2 separate regions of the Sus scrofa genome follow, and region 1 is linked to region 2. A link is a contact called in public promoter capture Hi-C data. All regions are on one chromosome and are shown on one strand. The core of a region is the stretch at or near the end of the contact, and the rest is flanking DNA. Distances in the headings are between cores, read along the strand shown.

Region 1 (4,438 bases), core at 1,202-3,701, 190 kb before region 2:
TTGCAATCAGAGGAAAACAGGTTCTCCACAGGCAGCCCCCATCACAGAGAAGGAACAACTTTTCTGCCAGTAGGAATGGAGAAGGCCTCTCAGAGGGAAGTGACAAATGCCTTGTATGTTGATGAAAGAGTAGGGAACTTTCAGGCAGAGAAGTTTGCCAGATGGAGGGAAGAGTGTTGTCAGGCACAAACTAACACAGTGCAAGTCCAGCTGCAATGGGGGGTTTGAAAGAAAAAAATTAGAATGGCGGACTGAGGCCGTTTCCCCACACGTTTTAAAGTGGCAAATTTTACACATATATGGAAATAGAGAAAATGGTATGAAATCTACCTCCATGTGCTCATCATCCAGCTTCAGTAATTATCAACTCAGCAGCCAACTGTATTTTTCAAAAATTATTTTTGCTTTTTAGGGCCACATCCATGGCATATGGAAGTTCCCAGGCTAGGGTTCAAATAGGAGCTGTAGCTGCTGGCCTACACCACAGCCACAGCAACGTGGGATCCGAGCTGCGTCTGCGATTGGCTCACGGCAATGCTAGATCCTTAACCCACCGATCGAAGCCAGGAACCCTCCTCCTCATGAATCCTAGTCGGGTCTGTCAACTGCTGAGCCACGAAGGGAACTCCAGCCATTCGTATTTTATTTACATCCTTACCCACTACAGCCCCATCTCATTATTTTGATGCAAATCTCATGCATTGAACCATTTAATTCATAAATACTTCAGTATTTTGAACATATAAAAATATCCTTTTTTTCTTCTTACGAATGAGTCATGATGTAGTCTTAACACTGAAAAGTGTTTGTTATCCAAGCCATACTGGGCAACAGAACTGTATCAGGACAGAGTTGCCTCCCTCTTTCATGAAGCTACTTAGTGTTCCATTTGTGAATAGACAATAATTAACTTCAGTAGTCCCCCTAAATAATGGGTAAGTTGTTCCCAATATCTTAATATCAAAGCTGAGAGAACACCCTTGAACAAACATCTTTGTCTACCTATGGGCATACCTAGGGGTTAAATTCCTGGATGTAGAATTGATAGGACCTTGTGCACTTCAAATTCTGACAGGTGCTCCTTATTGGCCCAAGAAGGGTTTTGAATGATGTGACAAGGATGGTTTCTGTTATCCAGGCTTGTAACATTTTGGACTCTGTCATTCTCCATTTAATCAGGCATGTCCTACCAACTCAACTTCTCCCAGTCTGTCCATCTTCCTCCCTTCATCCCCACTGATGTGGTCCTGGCTCAGCCCAGCATCCTTTCTCACCAAGTCAGTTGCAGCTATCAACTCAGAATGGAGTCTAATCATTTGCCAGAGCAAACATCCAAAAATGGGAACTAATGTATTCCATTGCTAAAACACTTCTTTTCCCTCTCTTTCTTTCTCGGGCCGCACATGCAGCATATGGTAGTTCCAAGGCTAGGGTCGAATCAGAGCTGTAGCCGCTGGTATAGGCCACAGCCACAGCAACTCGAGATCAGGATGTGTCTGCTACCTACACCACAGCTCATGGCAAGACCGGATTCTTAACCCATTGAGCGAGGCCAGGGATTGAACCCTCCTCCTCAGGGACACTAGTCTGATTCGTTTCTGCTGTGCCACAACGGCAACACCTGCTTAAACACTTCTGTTGGTGTCTCCTTAAAACACAATGTTAAAAAACCATTCTCCTTAGCTGCCTTTCAATACTTCTGAGTTTTTCCTCACCTTCTCATTCACTTCTCAATTTAGGCTTCACAGATACTGAAGGCTGGCACCTTACTGGGGTCCCCAGCTCACCCTATTCCTCCTCTCTCTGTTGTGGAAATCTTGCTCATGCTTTACTGTAAACTCAAAGGTAAACTCAAAACCCCACCTTCTCCATGAATCCACGCAGTGTGGGACCGCTAGTTTTGGACTCAGGGTGACTTGGACTCTATATTGGCTCTCTTTTCGGAGATGTCACTTAATCTTTCCAGGACTCAGATTTTTGTTAAATAAAGACAAAAATACCAAAAATACCAACCTTGCAGGATTCCTGGGAGCATTAAGGGTAATGAGCACATAGGCGTTCAATAAAAGGAAATTCTCATTATTTCCGTGTCGACCATTCCACCACACTCACAGGAGCCTTTGGTTCTAAGAGGGCTGCATTTGCTTTGTGTTACAACCGATGGTTGACAAGACTGGAGTGACCACTAGACCGCAAGCTCGCTGTGGGTAGGGCTCGTGATTCTCCCAGCGCCTGGCAGAGAGCCCGCAAAGAAGTGAAGCAAGAGACAGAGATAAACAGAAAAAGACACCCAAACGGGAGGAGGACAGACGAACGTGCTGAACAGGGAGGCTGCAAGACCGGATCTGCAGGATTCCTGGCTAAGGGGCAAGCAGCCGGAGGCCGGTAGGGGGCGGGGTCTGTATCTGGGGGGCGGGGCCTGGAGCGGACCCCGCCCCGGTCCGTCCCCTAACGCGCTCCGCGTGCGCAGTACGCGAGCAGTTAGGTCCCCGGTGCTGCTTCCGCGCTCGTCTGCGGCCCCCGCGGGTCGGGGTGAGGGCGCCGATATGCGTCCCCTGCTCGGTCTCCTCCTGGTCTTCGCCGGCTGCACCTTTGCCTTGTACTTGCTGTCGACCCGACTGCCCCGCGGGGAGACACTAGGCTCAGCCGAAGGGGCTGGAGACAGGTGCGTGGCAGAGGTGGCGGGGAACAAGTTTCAGGTCAAAGGAGGGGAGCCAGGTCGGAAGATGGGTCTGGGAACCCGAGGTTGGGGTTCCCAGATCGGAGGCGTCGGGAGCCGGGATTTGAGGTTCAGTTCTAGGACTGGGGATCAGACAGCGTCTACACGGTCGCGAGCAGGCCGGGTGGACTGGACCTGGGGCCCGGTCCTAGCTGGGACCTGCTTGCTGGTCGCTGCGCGGGAATGCTGTCTAGTGCCTTTTGGGGGTGAGATTTGCGGAGGGAAACGCGGCGTCTTACCCCGGAGCATTTCTGTTCGCGCCATGGCATCACCTCTTGAGCTGTGTCCCTGTCGTCTTTCCTGGCCCAGTCCTGACTCCCCTGTGCATCCGACCCTCGGCCCTGGTTGGACCCGCAGCCCCTTCTTCACGACTGCTTCCAGCCTCCCTCCATCGTCCTCCCCACTTCACTTCAGTTTTGTTAGGTCTGTCCTTGGGACTTTAAGGCATTCTGTCTTCAGGAAAAGCATTGCCCAGACAACTTTAAATTATTCGCTAATTAATTATCGGGTCCGCCCCTCTTCCTGGCTGTTTCAGCTTTTCCTTCTCAGGACCGACTAGCTGAGGCAGAAGGCGTTACAATACCTACCGGGCCAGTTTGTCGTGAGTGCAGCTACTGTTCATAAAGTTAATGGAAGGGTGTCAGGGATGTTATGATGTTTGATTGTTAAGAAGGTTGTTTGCAAAGATTGTATTCTTTTGCTCCATCTGGGAAGGCTCTGCTGTAGGTGTAATACATACTAAGAGAAACATTCTGATGAGAACCAGGAGAGTTTGCTTATTTGATGGATTTGATCGTTGATGGATTCAGGAGTTGTTTAGATGCCAGAGGCAAGGTAGACTTTACACTGAAGCTCTTGGACTGGGTTCATAGTGCATTGAGGACCATATAAAGAGCAGGGTGAAAAGCCGGCTCTTTGAAAGGGCTGGTTTCAAGCCTGACACATTATTGAAAAGATTTTGTTTATGGCGTGGGACAAATATACTTTCCTGGAGAATCTTTAATTGGCTTTTTTTGTGACTGATAAAACAATTGTTTTACTTAGTAACTTAGAAGTCGTGTCAAGTTTGAATTGTCCTTGGCCTAAAACTTAGGGGGAGGAGGTGCTCATGGAAAGGAAAAGGTAGTTTAGGATGTTTTGCATTTGCCTAGATATTAAGCCATTTGCCTCTTAAGAATAGTTCATAAAACCTGAGAGCTAAGAGGGAACTTGGTGATTGTCCACCATCAACCCCTCCTTTTTCAGATGAGGAAACTGAGGCTCAGGGACTAGCCCAAGATCACGCAACTGGAGAGTAGCAGAGTTGAGATGCAACCACAGGTCCTTTGCTCCCAAACCAAGGCTCTCCTTGCCTCTGCTGTGTTGTATCATGTCATCCGTCATCCTGGCCTCCCGTTATGCGTGTGTTGCCGGCAGACCAGATGAGGGGCACATTTATAAACCTCCTTTGGAAGAAAGACACAGCAAGTGACTTTCTTAGGTATCAGGCTCATCTGGACTTTTGTTTCCATCTGCTTTTTCAAATCTCAGGTCACTATGGTTCCCCTCAGATGTGGCTGAGCTGCGGGAACTCTCTGAGGTCCTTCGAGAGTACCGGAAGGAGCACCAGGCCTACGTATTCCTACTCTTCTGCAGTGCCTACCTCTACAAACAGGGCTTTGCCATCCCTGGCTCCAGCTTCCTGGTCAGTATCCTGCCCTCCTCCTGTGCCTGCCAGGA
Region 2 (4,356 bases), core at 45-2,544:
ATGTATATCTCTTAAGACTGTCCTATTGTTGCTTGACTATTCTTCCCTTGTCTTTGCAACCCCTTCCTTCCCTGATCAGCAACTGTCTGCACCTGTCCCTTGGAACTCAAGGAAGGTTATGGAAGCTGAATGAGGCCCATTTCCTAAGAACAAGAAATGGGGAAAGGCATTTGTGCCCAGGAGCCCCACAGGGCCCCTCTGGGTTTCATTTATTAGCCTTATGTGTACACACCAGGAGAAAACTCTGACTGGATTTTTTTTTCATCTTTGTTATGAAGCAATTCTCATTGACATATCAAATGTCAAAAGTACCCTAAGAAAACATTAAGAAAAAGGAACTGAGTTCACACTGCAGAAAAGAAAGCACTTAGAATAGTAATCAGAAGCACAGTGCTACAACTGCAGCTTATTATTTGATGGCCAACTCCTGCCCAGTATCATTCACCTGAAGTTACTCGCAGAAAAGCAGAGGAAGCTGAAAGAAACCAAACTGATTGCCTTACTCTCTTTACCCACCCCAGAGAAAAATATTAAGACACTAACTTCCAATAACCACAAAACAAAAACAACAACGTCTGGAATCTCTACAACACTGACATCCTCAAAACCCAAACTAAGCTAACCTCACTTCTACATTCAGAGGTAAGGATGCTTAAGTTCCAGGGACATTCCCCCTGCTGAACCAGAACTGGGTTTCTGCCTTCATTAATTCATCCATTAGACAGCATCTAAAGAATGCCTAATAGTGGTGACAAGACACTGTCCTGGATTAAGAGATGAAAAGACAATGTCGCTATCCCTACTAGCAGAACAGGATAGGGGTCAGAGTAGGTGGGAAATGAACTCTAGGTGAGTTCATATCATTGCCCAGGTTCCATCTGTTCATCCCCAAGCGCAAATATTCATGAGCCTGTGATCCCAGTATTCTAGACTCCTACAATACTCAGCCTGCGTTTCCTCAACGACCTCGGCCCTCACGACCCTGTTCCCAAAGTTCCCCGTATCCCTCTCTCTCTAGAGAGTCCCACACCAAGAAGCCTTTCCTCAGCCACCACCTCATGTGAGATCCAGGTTTCCCCACCCGAGCTTGAGGCTTCGACCCAGCTGAGAGCCCCCCAACCCCAACTTCCCCCCTTGCCCCGGTCCAGGTTCGGCCCGCAGGTTACCTGCCTGGGATCCAGGGTTCCAGGATGCCCACGGAAGCCCCGCCCCGCCCACCGCGACGCCCTCCACTACCAGGTACCGCCTCCGGGGCGTAACTTCCGGGCGTCAAGTCGGGCCAGAATGCCTCCAGGTCCCGCAGTCTGCCGAACGTCCAACACCGCTAGTGACGTCACTTCCGACCGGTTCCTCGGTTCCTTCGGGCTCCAAGCGCTTTACAGGTCTTGTTTACCCGGCGTTTTTCCATCTGCTTTCCTAAACTCCGGCTGCCTATGTTATTGCATTCTGGAGAGGTGTATTTTTTGTTTGTTTGTTTTTCACACTTTGCCTGTTTTTGGAGCCTTCTCTCCTATGGTCACTTCCCCCTGCTCCTTCTGTACCTTCAACTCAGCTGTTCTCTGGCCGCGTCAGGCCCCTTGGAGAATCACAAGGATTTCTCAGTCTTGCCCGAATGAGGCTGCCTCTCGCTTGTAACGGTATTACCTAGGCAAGTTACTTACCGCTCTGCTTCCATTTCCTCAAGCGTGAAACAGATAATACTAGTACCTAGAAAGTAAGGTTGGTGTGTGTATTACTTGAGATAATACATGGAAAGCGCTGGCACAATGAAAGCGTCAATGAGTGTTAACTTACAAGCGGTCTCTGGTTCCCCGTTGGAACATACAGCTGGTAAAGGAGGCTGGAACCAATTTTTTCTTTTTATCCTCAGTTTTTAATTAAGTGGTTAACGATGTTTGGTACTTACTTTTCTGAACTGTGAGCGTCTCCAAACAAAGATGGAATTTTATATAGGAAGCAATTTTCAATGCTACTTGAAAAAACCTGTTTGGTTATTGCGTTAGGTATTGGAAAGATGGATAAAACTAAGGCCCAACCCTCAAAAATTTGGAGATGCTTAATAAGTTGCTATGGAAGGAATAAAGTCATCTCAGAGGAAAAAGAAGATGGGACCAGCTGAGCTGAGGATTTATCCTTAGAACAAAAAATTGACAGAATGTTGAATTTTGAAAAGAACTTTAGAGATAATTACTTCCTCAACCTCTTGATGTTACAAGTAAGGAAAATTGGATCCAGAGAAGCAACTGACTAAAAGTCTCATGATTAGTGTCAGGGCTAGACCAGAAGTGGAATCTAAAAATGCTCACTACCCCAAAAAAAATTTTTTTTTTAAATTTAAAAAATGGAGTTCCCGTCGTGGCGCAGTGGTTGACGAATCCGACTAGGAACCATGAGGTTGCAGGTTCGATCCCTGCCCTTGCTCAGTGGGTTAGCTATCTGGCGTTGCTGTGAGCTGTGGTGTAGGTCGCAGACGCGGCTCGGATCCCGCGTTGCTGTGGCTCTGGCGTAGGCCGGCAGCTGCAGCTCCGATTGGACCCCTAGCCTGGGAACCTCCATATGCCGTGGGAGCGGCCCAAGAAATGGCAAAAAGACAAAAAATAAATAAATAAAAATGCTCACTACCTTTCATTCCCCAAATCTTCCTCAAGGTGTTGATAAGATAAAAGCAGATTCACTTGCAAGACCACATTTAAGTGAAAAAGACTAGGAAATGCTCAGTCCAGATGGAACCTAGCAGATGCCACATGAGTCTAGTGATCATTTGAATGTTCTGGTCTGGACACTGCTCAGTTCATTTGAAACACAGTAGCCCCCCTCTCCCCTGGCAAACTTTTTATGTCTACCCAGAAATGAGGGGTTAAGTATCAGCTCCTGTGAGCTCTACCTTCAGTTTTAACTGTCTGGAAAGGGATAAGTAACTGATGCTAGCCGTTCATAAAGGTTAACGTAAAGACTCTGAATACACTGTCAATGACATGACACAACTTTATTTGGACTTCTGTTTTGGAAGGAATTTCTCTTAAATATTTAGACTGTTTTAGAACTATGACAAAGCTAGCATAGGTATTATTGAAATGTTGGTTATGAGTCTGTTCCAAAATAATAGGTAGTCCCATAGACCCATTGAATAACATCATTGGGTAGAGGAAATTTAAAGCTTCCATTAAAAAAAAAAAAAAGCCATCACTTAAAAAGTTCAATGATATTTTTAATGAATCTATGGACTATAGGAACTAAATTTGCTGAAAGTCACAAAATTAGACAGTGGCAGTAAGTTGTGAAGACTAAGCCTCCTAGTTCTATTCATTTGTTTATTCATTCAAGAAAGACAGCAGGGAGTTCCCATTGTGACTCAGATCATTAAGAACCCAACATAGGAATTCCCCTCCTGGCTCAGTGGTTAACGAACCCAACTACCATCCACGAGGACAAGGGTTCTATCCCTGACCTCACTCAGTGGGTTAAGGATCCGGCGTTGCCCTGAGCTGTGGTGTAGGTTGCAGACAAGGCTCGGATCCTGTGTTGCTGTGGCTGTGGGTACGCCGGCAGCTACAGCTCTGATTGGACCCCTAGCCTGGTAACTTCCATATGCCGTGGGTACAGCCCTAAAGAGACAAAAAAGACGAAAAACAAAAAACCCCAACATAGTATCTGTGAGGATGCAGGATCAATCTCTGGCCTCACTCAGTGGATTAAGGATCCCACATTGCCTCAAGCTTCGGCGTATGTCGTGAATGTGGCTCGGATCCAGCATTGCTGTAGCTGTGGTGTAGACTGTTAGCTGCAGCTCTGATTCTACCCCTATCCTGGGAATTTTCATGTGCTGCAAGTGTGTCTGTAAAAAGAAAAAGAAAAAAAGAAAGAAAAATAGATACACTTTGAAAACACTAAGCCTATAGACCTGAAGGGGAAATTTTGAGTGTATTTTGCAATAATAAAATGAAGTTTTAAGATAACAGCATCCTTCAGTTACAGCCACAGCACAAAAGAGATAGGAAATTGAGCAGAGAAATATTTCTACAGTTGTGCCCTGATCCCAAACTCTCCAGTGGATATGCTTAGTTTGGCCCTCAGCTGGTCTGGACGAGCACTATGGGTGGCTCCCGAGATGCCCATTAGCAGTCAGTTCTTCGTAGTCCCTGGATACGAGGATTATGTCAATTGGCTAAAATTACTGCACACTATTAAGCTTTTGTCTTCTTTTCCTCCCCCCCCCCTTTTTTTTTAAATTTCTCTTCTCCTTTCAATCTCTGGCCCGTCAAAGTTTCCAGGAGCGGCAGCTGTCCTTGACACAGTAGCTGCCATAATGCTCTGCTCTTGGACCTCCCAGAGGCTATATCTCTATGTGACTGTAAA

What was found. Promoter capture Hi-C pulls out the DNA fragments that hold promoters and counts their contacts.
Region 1: a promoter capture Hi-C map of liver shows a contact between it and region 2, with 2.0 times the contacts expected there. The contact joins the promoter of TMEM41A here to the promoter of MAP3K13 in region 2. A contact is called at or near these places in 1 of 5 promoter capture datasets (liver) and 1 of 2 datasets of contacts at active chromatin or transcription factors (alveolar macrophages).

The regions. Positions count from the first base shown.
Region 1 is chr13:123,363,219-123,367,656 of Sscrofa11.1, reverse strand. TMEM41A (transmembrane protein 41A) reads left to right here and starts at 2,451. Exons shown (of 5, transcript XM_021069988.1): 1 at 2,451-2,665; 2 at 4,250-4,403. The coding sequence starts at 2,547.
Region 2 is chr13:123,173,015-123,177,370 of Sscrofa11.1, reverse strand. MAP3K13 (mitogen-activated protein kinase kinase kinase 13) reads right to left here and starts at 1,294. Exons shown (of 15, transcript XM_021069980.1): 1 at 1,167-1,294.